Linked DNA regions of Mus musculus: regions 1, 2 and 3 are each linked to region 4. A link is a contact called in public HiChIP or PLAC-seq and promoter capture Hi-C data. All regions are on one chromosome and are shown on one strand. The core of a region is the stretch at or near the end of the contact, and the rest is flanking DNA. Distances in the headings are between cores, read along the strand shown. Region 1 has its middle 70 kb from the start of Gm36719. Region 2 has its middle 600 kb from the start of Gm36719. Region 3 has its middle 97 kb from the start of Gm36719. Region 4 holds the start of Tafa2 (TAFA chemokine like family member 2).

What was found. Promoter capture Hi-C pulls out the DNA fragments that hold promoters and counts their contacts. HiChIP or PLAC-seq counts read pairs in DNA pulled down with a chosen protein or histone mark.
Region 1: an H3K4me3 HiChIP or PLAC-seq map of embryonic limb bud shows a contact between it and region 4, with 14 times the contacts expected there. The contact joins the enhancer-like site here to the promoter of Tafa2 in region 4. A contact is called at or near these places in 5 of 39 promoter capture datasets (the 3T3-L1 cell line, the C10 cell line, cranial neural crest and 2 more), 1 of 484 Hi-C or Micro-C datasets (embryonic stem cells) and 7 of 115 datasets of contacts at active chromatin or transcription factors (embryonic forebrain, embryonic hindbrain, embryonic limb bud and 4 more).
Region 2: a contact with region 4 is called in a promoter capture Hi-C map of stem cell-derived epiblast-like cells, with 5 times the contacts expected there. The contact joins the enhancer-like site here to the promoter of Tafa2 in region 4. A contact is called at or near these places in 8 of 39 promoter capture datasets (the C10 cell line, cranial neural crest, hippocampal neurons and 4 more) and 4 of 115 datasets of contacts at active chromatin or transcription factors (embryonic forebrain, embryonic stem cells, forebrain and 1 more).
Region 3: a contact with region 4 is called in a promoter capture Hi-C map of hippocampal neurons, with 9 times the contacts expected there. The contact joins the enhancer-like site here to the promoter of Tafa2 in region 4. A contact is called at or near these places in 13 of 39 promoter capture datasets (the 3T3-L1 cell line, the C10 cell line, cranial neural crest and 8 more), 1 of 484 Hi-C or Micro-C datasets (embryonic stem cells), 3 of 115 datasets of contacts at active chromatin or transcription factors (embryonic forebrain, embryonic hindbrain and forebrain) and 1 of 9 other capture datasets (embryonic stem cells).

What each region holds. Positions count from the first base shown.
Region 1 is chr10:124,926,134-124,928,833 of GRCm38.p6, forward strand. No RefSeq gene overlaps it. Among named protein-coding and RNA genes, the nearest start is that of Gm36719, 70 kb to the right of the region's middle. Within about 2 kb of position 1,293, at least 2 of the 459 cell types and tissues checked have an H3K27ac peak or open chromatin away from gene starts, as enhancers often do. A contact at or near this core is called in embryonic limb bud, where this site is marked.
Region 2 is chr10:124,399,195-124,401,894 of GRCm38.p6, forward strand. No RefSeq gene overlaps it. Among named protein-coding and RNA genes, the nearest start is that of Gm36719, 600 kb to the right of the region's middle. Within about 2 kb of position 1,412, at least 3 of the 459 cell types and tissues checked have an H3K27ac peak or open chromatin away from gene starts, as enhancers often do. A contact at or near this core is called in stem cell-derived epiblast-like cells, where this site is marked.
Region 3 is chr10:124,898,897-124,901,596 of GRCm38.p6, forward strand. No RefSeq gene overlaps it. Among named protein-coding and RNA genes, the nearest start is that of Gm36719, 97 kb to the right of the region's middle. Within about 2 kb of position 1,350, at least 3 of the 459 cell types and tissues checked have an H3K27ac peak or open chromatin away from gene starts, as enhancers often do. A contact at or near this core is called in hippocampal neurons, where this site is marked.
Region 4 is chr10:123,262,711-123,265,410 of GRCm38.p6, forward strand. Tafa2 (TAFA chemokine like family member 2) reads left to right here and starts at 1,366. Exons shown (of 5, transcript NM_001252387.1): 1 at 1,366-2,700.

The sequences.
Region 1 (2,700 bases), core at 43-2,542, 1.7 Mb after region 4:
TACAACCCAGTTCTTATAATTGCTGTGCCATATTGAAACAGTCAGGACATTAACATTTGAAAATGAGTTTAACTATACATATGTGTTGAGCCTGGTTCTCAGAGTAGAAAGGGGGTTGCTCTTACCTGTTGGAAGGGATACCAGATTCAGAGCAAATTCATTACGCTAATTAAGATTCAGGCCGCCATAACAATAAAAATATAAGGACGTTTACCAAGAAGTGTGAATCATCACCATTACAAGGGATTATCAGAAAAAGCTATAGAAGACTTCCAAGTGAACTGATTGTTATTGTCATGTGTGCCCACACAAATATTCATACAAAATCTATTATAGTATGTACTTTAAAAAAAACCTGTAACATGTAATAAGCACCAGACCCAGTGTGGCTGGCTCCTCCTGTCCTCTGGGAGTGACCCTATAGTCACTAGTATTCTGCAAGGGAGATTCACCCTAGCACTAGATAAATGTGTGTGAGTCCAGTGATAATTTCTCAAATGCAAGATCAGTTTAGATGCCACAATAGAAAGAAGACCCAGCCCTTGCCAAGACAAAGCATTAATCCTGCAATTCTTACTTCCTGTTCTTCAGCCAATGACCCTGTCCTGTGATCCCCAAGGTGGGGGGGCATCATTCTTACAACCTAGATTTGACCAACAATGTTAAATATTTTAGTGCATTGCTTCAAAGTGTAAATGTAATGAATAATGGGTTAGGTTTCATAAATATTTGCTATTTAGGAGGAAAAAATGGTTACATTGATTAACTCTGCAAAAAAGAGGGGGGTTTTACGAGTATTATCTGTATGCTTAAGGTCACTATGGCTGTTTGAGTATTTTCTGTGCATCATGCACCAGTCAGACTGTGTTCAGGGCTAGAAGAACAACTTCAGTTATTTTAACTCAAACCAACCGTTCTTTAAATAATAGACATCAAATCAGGCAGGAAATTGACCTTTTATAAACATCATGTATGTACTGAGCATTTTTCTTAAGGACTTTACCTTTTAAAGCCTGTCTTCTCTTTCTTTTATCACATCTGCTCAAGGCGAAAAGGAAAAAAAATAATAATTAAAAGAAACTATACAAGTGACCTTAGAGTAAATGTGTGTTGTTTGAGAGTAAGCCCTCTCATAGAGAAAATTCAAAGGAATACAATGCTGGTCCTATATTAACTTTAATGACCTCTTTGGGCTCTGATGCCTGGAGAGTTTTAAAAGCAGGTAGCTTGGATGCCAGCTGCGGTTTCCTTGGCTCAGCCAGTTTAAGTAAGGCACACCAGTGAGGCTTTATTAGCACACACAATTTAGCAGGGTAACAGTCAGGCTTCTCCATTTCCTGGGTTGGTTGCTTACTGGTAATATCATTCCTGAGAGAATTCAGGACTTTTAATTATGCTGTGAATAGTTTACAGTATTGAGCTACGGAATGAAAATTAAACTGAAGACATTTTATTTGTTCACTGGTTAATTAAATAGCAGACAACAGCAAGCTAGACTTATAGAAAACCTCGGCAGATTTGGTTTGCCAACCATGTGTGAAAATATTTTCCTTTTTTTATTTCCCATTAGTAGCCCACTGTGATGAAGTGAAACTGATTCTAAAATGGGTTTTGAAGTTTTACCTAGGCATACAGTATGATCCAAGGACATTTAAACACTGGGGAGGTATTCACAATCCACAATAAATATGCTCTATCTTTTTAGTTTATATTAAATGGATAAATCATGACTCTTGAAATTGCAGCTCGCTGCTAACTCACAATTTATCTAAACAATATAAAAAGAAGTGTTTCTAGATGAAGTAATACATTTTCTTTTCATAGCTGATGTATAATATACTACCCGGTATTAGGAAATAAGAATAAAATTCTCGAGAACTTGATTACTAACCTGATTTAGCTCTGAAAACCTTCAGCTATGGTTAACAAAATTGTAACTGAAAACTGCAGAAAACATGTGCCATTCTAGGTAGTTGACACAGAGTTTACTTTCTTGAGAATTTTTTCCAAATAAAAGCATGAGCATTTAATGACACTACTTGATATCCTTCAATAGCCTTTTATTGTAAGCACAAAGGATAAAGTCATATCGCCAGCTATAGCTGGTTCTGAAGGTTGCTAGCCCCTGCCCCTCATAAGTAGTAGTGCACCCTGTCACTGGGGTATTTCAGATATGGCCACAAAGGTTATCTTTTACTTCCATAGACATTACAGTAATACATTTGAAGGTTGAATTGAGGATGCATTGATCCTTTTATAAAAACACAGCAAAAAGTTTTAAATTGGAAAAGAATGTATCTCATAAAACTAAATATGTCTTTTAAATTATATTTCATTTTATGTTATTTGTATTTTGAGTTTTACCTGCACTCTCAGAACACCATATGCATGCAGTGCCTACAGAGTCCAGAAGAGGAGAGGGCATCAGATCCTCTGGGTCTACAGTTACAGGAAGTTGAGTGCTGTCACATGGATGCTGGGTATCAAGACTAGGTCCTTTGGCAGTGCAGCCAGTGCTCTGAACTACTGAGCCATCTCCAACCCCACATTTTATATATGCTGACTAAGAGTTTTCTATTATCCTCTTTTATAAATATTGGTAGCTCTAGAGTCCTCATTTTAGCACCGTGCTCAGCTCTCATGGTTTTTTTTTTTTTTTTTGATGGACTGAGCCGTTTGAAAGGCCAATCCAAAATTGGA
Region 2 (2,700 bases), core at 162-2,661, 1.1 Mb after region 4:
CTGCATATGTCCTTGAGGCCAGGGTGCTGACTTAGGAAGTAAGACAAGAACAACTAGTACCTGAAATACTCTCATGGAAGTCCTGACCTCCAGTGATGATCCTTGGAACTGGGGTTTGGGGCCCCTGTGGTTTCTTTCCGGTTACAGTTTCCTATCCTCAGAAGTAAAATAGTTTTTTGGTAGAACCAGCTGATTGTTTTCTTCATGGTATTTGAGATTTTATTTTTTTAGTATTATATATCACAGGATAAAATGTCTATGTCCAAGCATCATGAAAATAAATGGAGGACTCAAGAGGGCAGATGAAATATAAAAACAAATTACAAAAATGTAATTTTTTTTTTAGCAGAAGATGTAATAAAACTGAAAAGACAAATAAAACACCTATACAAAAATGTACGAGGTGCGTGCCTTTGTGTGTGTGTGTGTGTGTGTGTGTGTGTGTGTGTGTGTGTGTGTATTCCTTGCTTCTCTCACTAGGTTACAGCATACAATTTTGTCTCACTTCTGCAGCTTGGACCACCATTACTCTCCTTGGACCCACCAGCCTCTTCCTAACAATTCTTTTCCAATCTCAAAAGGTATTACTGGGAAAAGTAAAAATAATTCATGAAAATATTCTGCAAAATAAAAAGAAAGAAAATAAAGAGCAAAAAAAAAAAAAAGAAGAAGAGAGTAAGAGAATGAAAAAATGAAAAAAAGTCAAAGAACAATGATATCTACTGTGGGCTGTATCACGAAGTTTTAAAAAGTCACACAAGAAGTGATCACTAGTGGTTAGAAGAAGGTGATGTTGACCTTTTCTTGATTTTTCTTTTGAAGCTTTGTATTTTCATAAAGTTTTGTTATTGGAAAGTTGTGAGAATGAATGTAAAGGAAAATAAAAACAAAAATATTTTATATAGTTACCAAAATATATGAATTCAATCTTTAAAAGGGGTATTAAATTAATTTACAATATGTTAAAATAAATTTGTAATCTTTCCCTTCAATAAAACCAATGAATGAGTTCACAACTTAAATACACATTTCCATTTCCATTTTTTCCAATTTTGTTTCTTCTTATTTTATTTGAAAATTCTTAGTTACCTTGGACATTTTTTATTATTACATTGTTTTTCTTTCTTTTTTTCCTTGAATTTTTATTAGATGTTTTCCCCCTTTCCACCTGCTTTTTTTATTTGTTTGTTTGTTTTTTGGTTTTTGTTTTATTTTTGTTTTTGATAACCAAGTTTGGAAGGTAACACTTCTTGTCATGAGAAGGAAGAATAGGAACTAAATGAAAAGTTTAGTACATTCATGGTGGGTAGCACAGCAGCAAGTAGATTGCTTTTTGAGGAGATGTGTCCTACTGTGGTAGTTTGAATAACAATGGCCTACATAGGCTCATCTGTCTGAATGCTTAGGACTTACTTCTAGCTACTTGACAGGGATTAGGAAGTGTGGCTTTGTGGGGAAAAGAGTGTCACTGAGGGTCAGCTTTAGGGTTTCAAAAGTACAACCTGGGCCAAGTGTCCTCTCTCTTCCTGCTTCTTTAATCCTCAGAAACAACTCTCAGTCTACATCACCATCAGGCTGATACTGAACTAAACTCTGCACTGTACGCAAGGCCAATTAAATGTTTGCCTTTATAAGAGTCGCCTCTGTCATGGTGTTTCCTCATAAAAGTGGAACTTGGTCTAAGATACCTACTTACACTCTACAGAATTGCTTAAGGATTTCCTCATTCTGATTTGAGCGCTCAGCCAAGTAAACACAGATTCCCTGGTTGAAATCGACTCTACAAGCATTTAGGAAAAAAAAATCTTATGCATCAATGCATAGAGAGTAGTTAGGTGACAAATGGTCATTTACTTTTTTTTTTTTTTTTTTTTTTTTTTTGGTGTTTTTGAGACGGGGTTTCTCTGTGTAGTCCTGGCTGTCCTGGAACTCACTTTGTAGACGAGGCTGGCCTCGAACTCAGAAATCTGCCTGCCTCTGCTTCCCGAGTGCTGGGATTAAAGATGTGCGCCACCACGCCCCATGGTCATTTACTTTTTAAGTTATCAATTTGTAAATAACAATCCTTCATGTTAGTTGTTTTAACTAAGAAATAGAGTTCACTTTCAGGTAGGAATGAAAACAGTTTCTTCATTGTATTGAAGCTACGTTGGCATTTACGCTCGTGAATGAAAAAGAAAGACTATAAGAATTTATGTTTATAGTAATAATCTAAAATGGAAAACACAATGAGATAATTCTATTTTCTTAAGCAGTGAAAGTTGAACAGAAACTACTTTGGTGGAGTGAAGGAAGATCAACCATTTCCATCGTAAACAACGTTAGAAAGATGGGCACCTACCAGTGGAGATTGCTTAAAGAAATAGTTTATTATTTAATGATTTACAAATGTACATTATATTTAATCATCCAAACATGTACCTTAACTGTAAAATCAATGTTATGAGGACAATGATATTGATGAGTAAGTATTTGTATAAAACACTGCTTAAGATGTCATTGCTTAATATTTCTTCTGAAAAAAATCTCTTAAGATATTGCTAGAATAATATGAGAATCTTTTGTATATAGGGGTAAGGCTGCTGCTTACAACTGGCAGCTCAAGACAAGGTTGATCTAGTATTGAGTATGATCAATGCTAGGATACAGAGAAACTATATCTTAGTTTTCCCATATCTGTCTCAATGTAGAGACAGTAAT
Region 3 (2,700 bases), core at 100-2,599, 1.6 Mb after region 4:
GAAAGCATATGAATTCCAGCACAGGTCATAAGGCCAAGAAATTCAGCCAATGGCAAGCAACACTTATACAAGGTGAGAACTCAAAGCTACTTGCTAAAAACACCAGAGTCCATTTTCACTGTCATGGCAAATTAAGAGAACAATTGAACATTTCTTGACATCAACAATACCTTTAGCACTGACAAAAAAGAAATAACTTTAAGCCTCAAATTAAAAGCTAATTGACAATTACATATTTTCCCATTAAAAAAGCTCATTGTAATTATTTTTAAATTAAAATATCTTTTATTGTTTTTAATGTCTGTGTATATGTGAGGGTATATTCATGTGACTGCAGGTACTTAGGAAAGGACATTAGCTGGAGCTGGTGGTGTAGGCAACTGTAAACCACTGGATTTAATTTCTAGGAAGCAAACTCAGGTCTTCTGCAAAAGCCACCTAGTGTTCCTATCTGCCAAAACCATCTCTCTAGCCCCAAAATACAACAAATTCTAATAAATGACTCAAAGTATAAGGACAGAGATAAGATATATTTTCCATGTGGACTTGCTAAACATTATTTCATTGGAACTCCTTGGCATGAAAGTGTTATGATTCTAAGATAGAAAAGGGCATTATACTAGCATGCTAGCTGTAAATTATCTCTAAGCAGTTACTTGATACACATGAAATAGCTTTCCTTCATGAGTCTTACCTGGGAATATAGTCAGATGCATATAAAACATATAAAAATTCGCATCTGTAATAATAGTGTAACCTTGTTACATTCTGCAGAGAAACAAAGAGGGTGGAGAAAACCAGTCAAGATTGACCCTTCCTAGAAAATGCAGAAAATTAAAGACAGTACAGTCTTAACCAAATGCTCAATTCAATGTTTCTGAAGTCTCATACACACAAAACTACCCCGAAATTTTGATAAATACTAAACATAACCAGGCTGTGCTTATTTTTGTAGACTCTGAGTTTATATTGGAGGAAGGATTCTTTTAGGCTTTCAAGGAAAATTTAATTTACAGCCAGACTTGAGAACCAGTGATATCGTATATCACGTTCCCGCTGAGATAATTGAAGCAGGAAGACATGAAGAACTCAGTCCGGTGTAATGGCAGGATCATTCTTCTGCATGAAACTGTGTTTATCAGACCTTTGGGTAGCGTGCTGCTTCCTAGTGCCTTCACACTTTTCTGCACTTTGTGAGTTACGATCAGTTTCATATCATATCATTAGGTATATTTGAGATTCATGCGATAAGCTAAGAGAAATATGCACTAGGAAACACGAGGGCCCGTGGACACGTTTTGCTGGCAGCTCAACCGTGAGCACGGAAGCCATGAGGTAAGGTGTTGGCAGCCGTGGGCACGGAAGCAGCTTCGGAGTGTTACCAGCATCTGTTCATCAGGCTGTTTGCTGCATTTCACTCTGTAAGTACATCACTATGATTAGAAGCCTCATACCTCCCAGCCATCGTTACCTATCCTGGAAATATATTCCTTTGAGATGAATTACTTCAACTACAAATAACCAAAGAGATGATAGCTTGGAAGCTAGTATATCATTCTCTGCAAGGATTTTCCTAACTTGTGTGAGGAAAGAATAGCCCAAGTGTGTTCATTTCTTAGGAAAGTCTCCTCTCTTTATTTCTATAGTTGTACTCAGTCCCCCTGAATCTATGCATAATGGAATGTTTATAAAACACAAAGAATATGTTATCATCTTTCTATATAGAATATATCATATGTACATATATGTAATAAAATATCAAAATACCTTCATTATTAAGAAATCAATTAATCTCAATTAATTACTTTGAATATTTTCTAGTATTATCTGCATATAATCCCATACAGTATAAGCGATTGACTACAATTTTTACTTGCTCATATCATTAAGTAAAGAGATAGAAAGGCTCTTTTTTAAAAAATAAGAAATGCCTTTTGCCACCAATTTAAAAAATCAACAAAAATCTACTTTATATCCAATTATTTTAAGAAGGATTGTGTTCATCCACAATATTAAGAAAGGAGCTGAAGGGGTTTGCAACCCCATAGGAGAAACAACAATATGAACCAACCAGTACCCCCAGAGCTCCCAGGGACTAAACCACCAACCAAAGAGTACACATAGTGGGACTCATGGCTCCAGCTACCTATGTAGCAGTGGATGGCCTAGTCTGTCATCAATGGAAGGCGAAGCCCTTGGTCCTGTGAAGGCTCTATGCCCCAGTGTAGGGGAATGCCAGAGACAGGAAGTGGGAGTGGGTGAGTTGGTGAGCAGGGTGACGGGGAGTGGATAAGGGGAGGAGGTTTTTGGAGGGAGACCAGTAAAAGGGATAATATTTGAAATGTAAATATCCAGTAAAATAAAATAATTAATTTTAAAAGAAGACAAAGAAACATTTGAAAAAAAAAAAAGATTGTGATTAGAGATCAGCTACAATACTCAAGCTAACTACTAAAAGCAAGCTTGCCTGGGTTACAAGCCTGCAGATGGAGGAGCTCTATCCTTGGGAAGTGTCACAGTGTTCTGGAATTATAGAACTGAAAGGGGTCAGAATTGATGGAGGACACCTGTGTCTTTTTAATCATGTAGCGCCTACTTGAAAGCTTATTCTCATACCAGGTGTCAGCATCACTCCAGAAATGTCTTCTCTTCAGGAAGCCCAAGGTCCTCTTGGTGAGGCTTAGATGAAGCATCTTCAGA
Region 4 (2,700 bases), core at 116-2,615:
AAAAAGAAAAAAAAAACAACAACAAAAAACCTTGTTCCCCCAGGAAATGAGTTACCATGTAATTGTGATAAAATAAAAGTCTTTAATCATACGAGACACTGGTCTTTTGAAAGAGGTCATTTGAAGATATGTTGTGCACAATGATTGCCATGCCCCGGAGTCTCACAAACCTACCAGATACAATCGATTAAAATTCAAAACCCTATATTATTTTGTTTTGGATTTTTATTTGAAATTGCTTCAGTTACTCCCAATTGAAAAAGTAAATTATTGCCTTTTTTAAAGAGTAGACTAAGTACAATGATCAAGTTAGAAAAGAATAAATAAAAAATTCAAAATGAATAGAAAACTGTTTAATCATGACCTTGATACATATTTTCTATTTAAAAGCACACAAATGCCTAAGGCACACCTCCCACTAAATGACAATGTTCACAAACTCTAAACAGCAAAGTTACAGGTGTGCCTAGCTTAGTTGTGTCTGACGTAACAAATCTTTTTAATAAAATTTGCAGGAATGCTTTGTTAAAATAGCCCTCCCAAATCAACTACATAAAACCCTTTAGATAGAAAATAAGGCTAAATTATGTTACCATAAAATCACCAGCTAAAACATATTCCTTAGTTCTTAGTAACTATGGTAATAAGTGGTAGTTTATAGATGGTGGAAAGAATTATGCTAATCTTTCAATGACTCAGGGCTGGGGAAACACAACTACTTAGACCTGGGGAGAATTTAGCTAGTTTGAAAAATTAACCTAGTGGAACGAGAGAGGAGTCAGTTACAGACAAGATCCCTGAGTAAGCGTTCCAGAGTCGACATTTTCTCTCATTGTGTCTAAGTCTTACTCATTTTTCGTACTATCCTAACCACTAGCTTAAATGTTTTCTCATTCATAAGCACGATCAAAATGAGCTGAGTCTAAGAAGTCCTTTCTTGGAAGATCTTATGTACACCGCTTAAACCAGGACCCAATTTGGCCAAACCTTAAGGACATGACCTTCTAGGATCTGTCTCTGAAATCTCTGTAAAGTTAGGATATTCCTTTAGCAATGAATATGCTATCATGGGATTGTGTTAAAACCCCCTTAACTTTGACTCTGTCAGAATTTGTTAGTTGTAGAAATTCAAAATCCTCTTAAATCGGATAGTGTAAGAAAATTCTTGTTTATTTTTTTGGAAGAAAAATTATGAGTCTCCGTGACAGCCGGCAAAGCGTTCTAATCCAGATTTACCGCTAGAGGGAGACATAGTCCAGCATTTGCAACGTTTGCTGTCTTATACTTTTTTTTTTTTTTTTTTCTTTCTGCAGGAAGGTGGTTTGCTCTCAGCATCTGCAGCCACTGCTGACAGAATTGGGAGGGAGACAGAGGGAGTCAAAGCCTCCCGGTCCAGCCGTCCCATTTTACTGCTTAACTCAGCCTGGAGTGTCAGAACCCATCTTTGCCTGCCTTCTCTGTGCTTTGTACAGTGGGGCCAGTCGCTCCCAACGGCCAGCCCGCTGAGTGGAACAGGGGTCTAGGGTGGACTAGCAGGGCTCTGCCCGTTGGGGTGACTTTCGAACATTATCTTTAGTGTATTTTAACAGTACAGAGCTTGTGGTGGGACTCAGAGAGGGAGAAGCTTTGATTGCTTTTTAAAATTATTTTATTTTATTTTATTTTTTGGCTTTTTTTTTTTTTTTCTTCTGGTGATCTGGATTTGTTTCCTCGGGCCCCTCCCCTTGTTCCGTTCTTTCTCACTCCCGCCTTTGGCGAAGTGACACAGGCGACACCTGCTCGCTTGTGTCTGCTGCTGGAACTCGCACCTCCAAGGTGGTGAAGGTGCCGGCGCGCTCGTGACTTGGGGGGACAGCAGAGGGGTTCCCTCCCTTGGAGCACACGATGCGGAGAGTGGCGGCGGGTGGGATGCGAGGAGCTCTACCGGCTGCACTTGGAGGCGCGATCGAGGGGCTGCAGCTGGCCGGGAGTTGCTGCTAAGTGGACGCGACTCGACGGCGCCCAGGTGTCCGAGAGGGCACCCGCGGGACCCGAGTGCGAGCTGCGGGAACGCAGGCGTCTCCCGGGGAGGACGCCGGCCGAGCGCACAGCCCGCGAGCCTGCTCAGAACCGCTCCACACCGGGAGCCTGCAGACCTGGGAGAGCCGGGGAACTCGAGGAGTGTGCTCGGCGGCGGAGGCTGCTCTGCTGAAGGTGAATCACCGCGTCCAATTGCCTTTCCCTAGAGAACCCGGGGGAGGGCGGGAGAGGGGGAACGTGTGAGCGCGCGCGTTTGTGTGCAAGGGAGAGCCGACGCGGGGCGAGAGGAAAAGTCCTCGCTCGCCGCTCAAAGCAAACAAACCGGAGATGGAATAAGAGCGGCGGTGGCTGGAGCCCGCCTGGATCCTCGCAGTCGCGGGAGCCGAGCGCACCACCGCGCGCAGCGCATCGCCGGGGACAGCGGGCGACCGCGGGCGCCGCCGGGGGCTGCGGAGACTTTGGCTCTCCCCCTCGGTCGACGACCCTTCCGATTACTTTGACACTGTGGGATAAAGAGCAGAGCCCGGGGACCGACCTCGCGCGCTGCACCTTCCTTTTGCTTCGGGGAAGGGGGACCCCAGCTTGTAGGTGAAGACGCTGCCGAGCCCCCCTTTAGCCTTCGGAGGAGGCAGCACTCACACTCGCTCGCCCTCTGCGAACACACACCGGCGGACTTGAGGT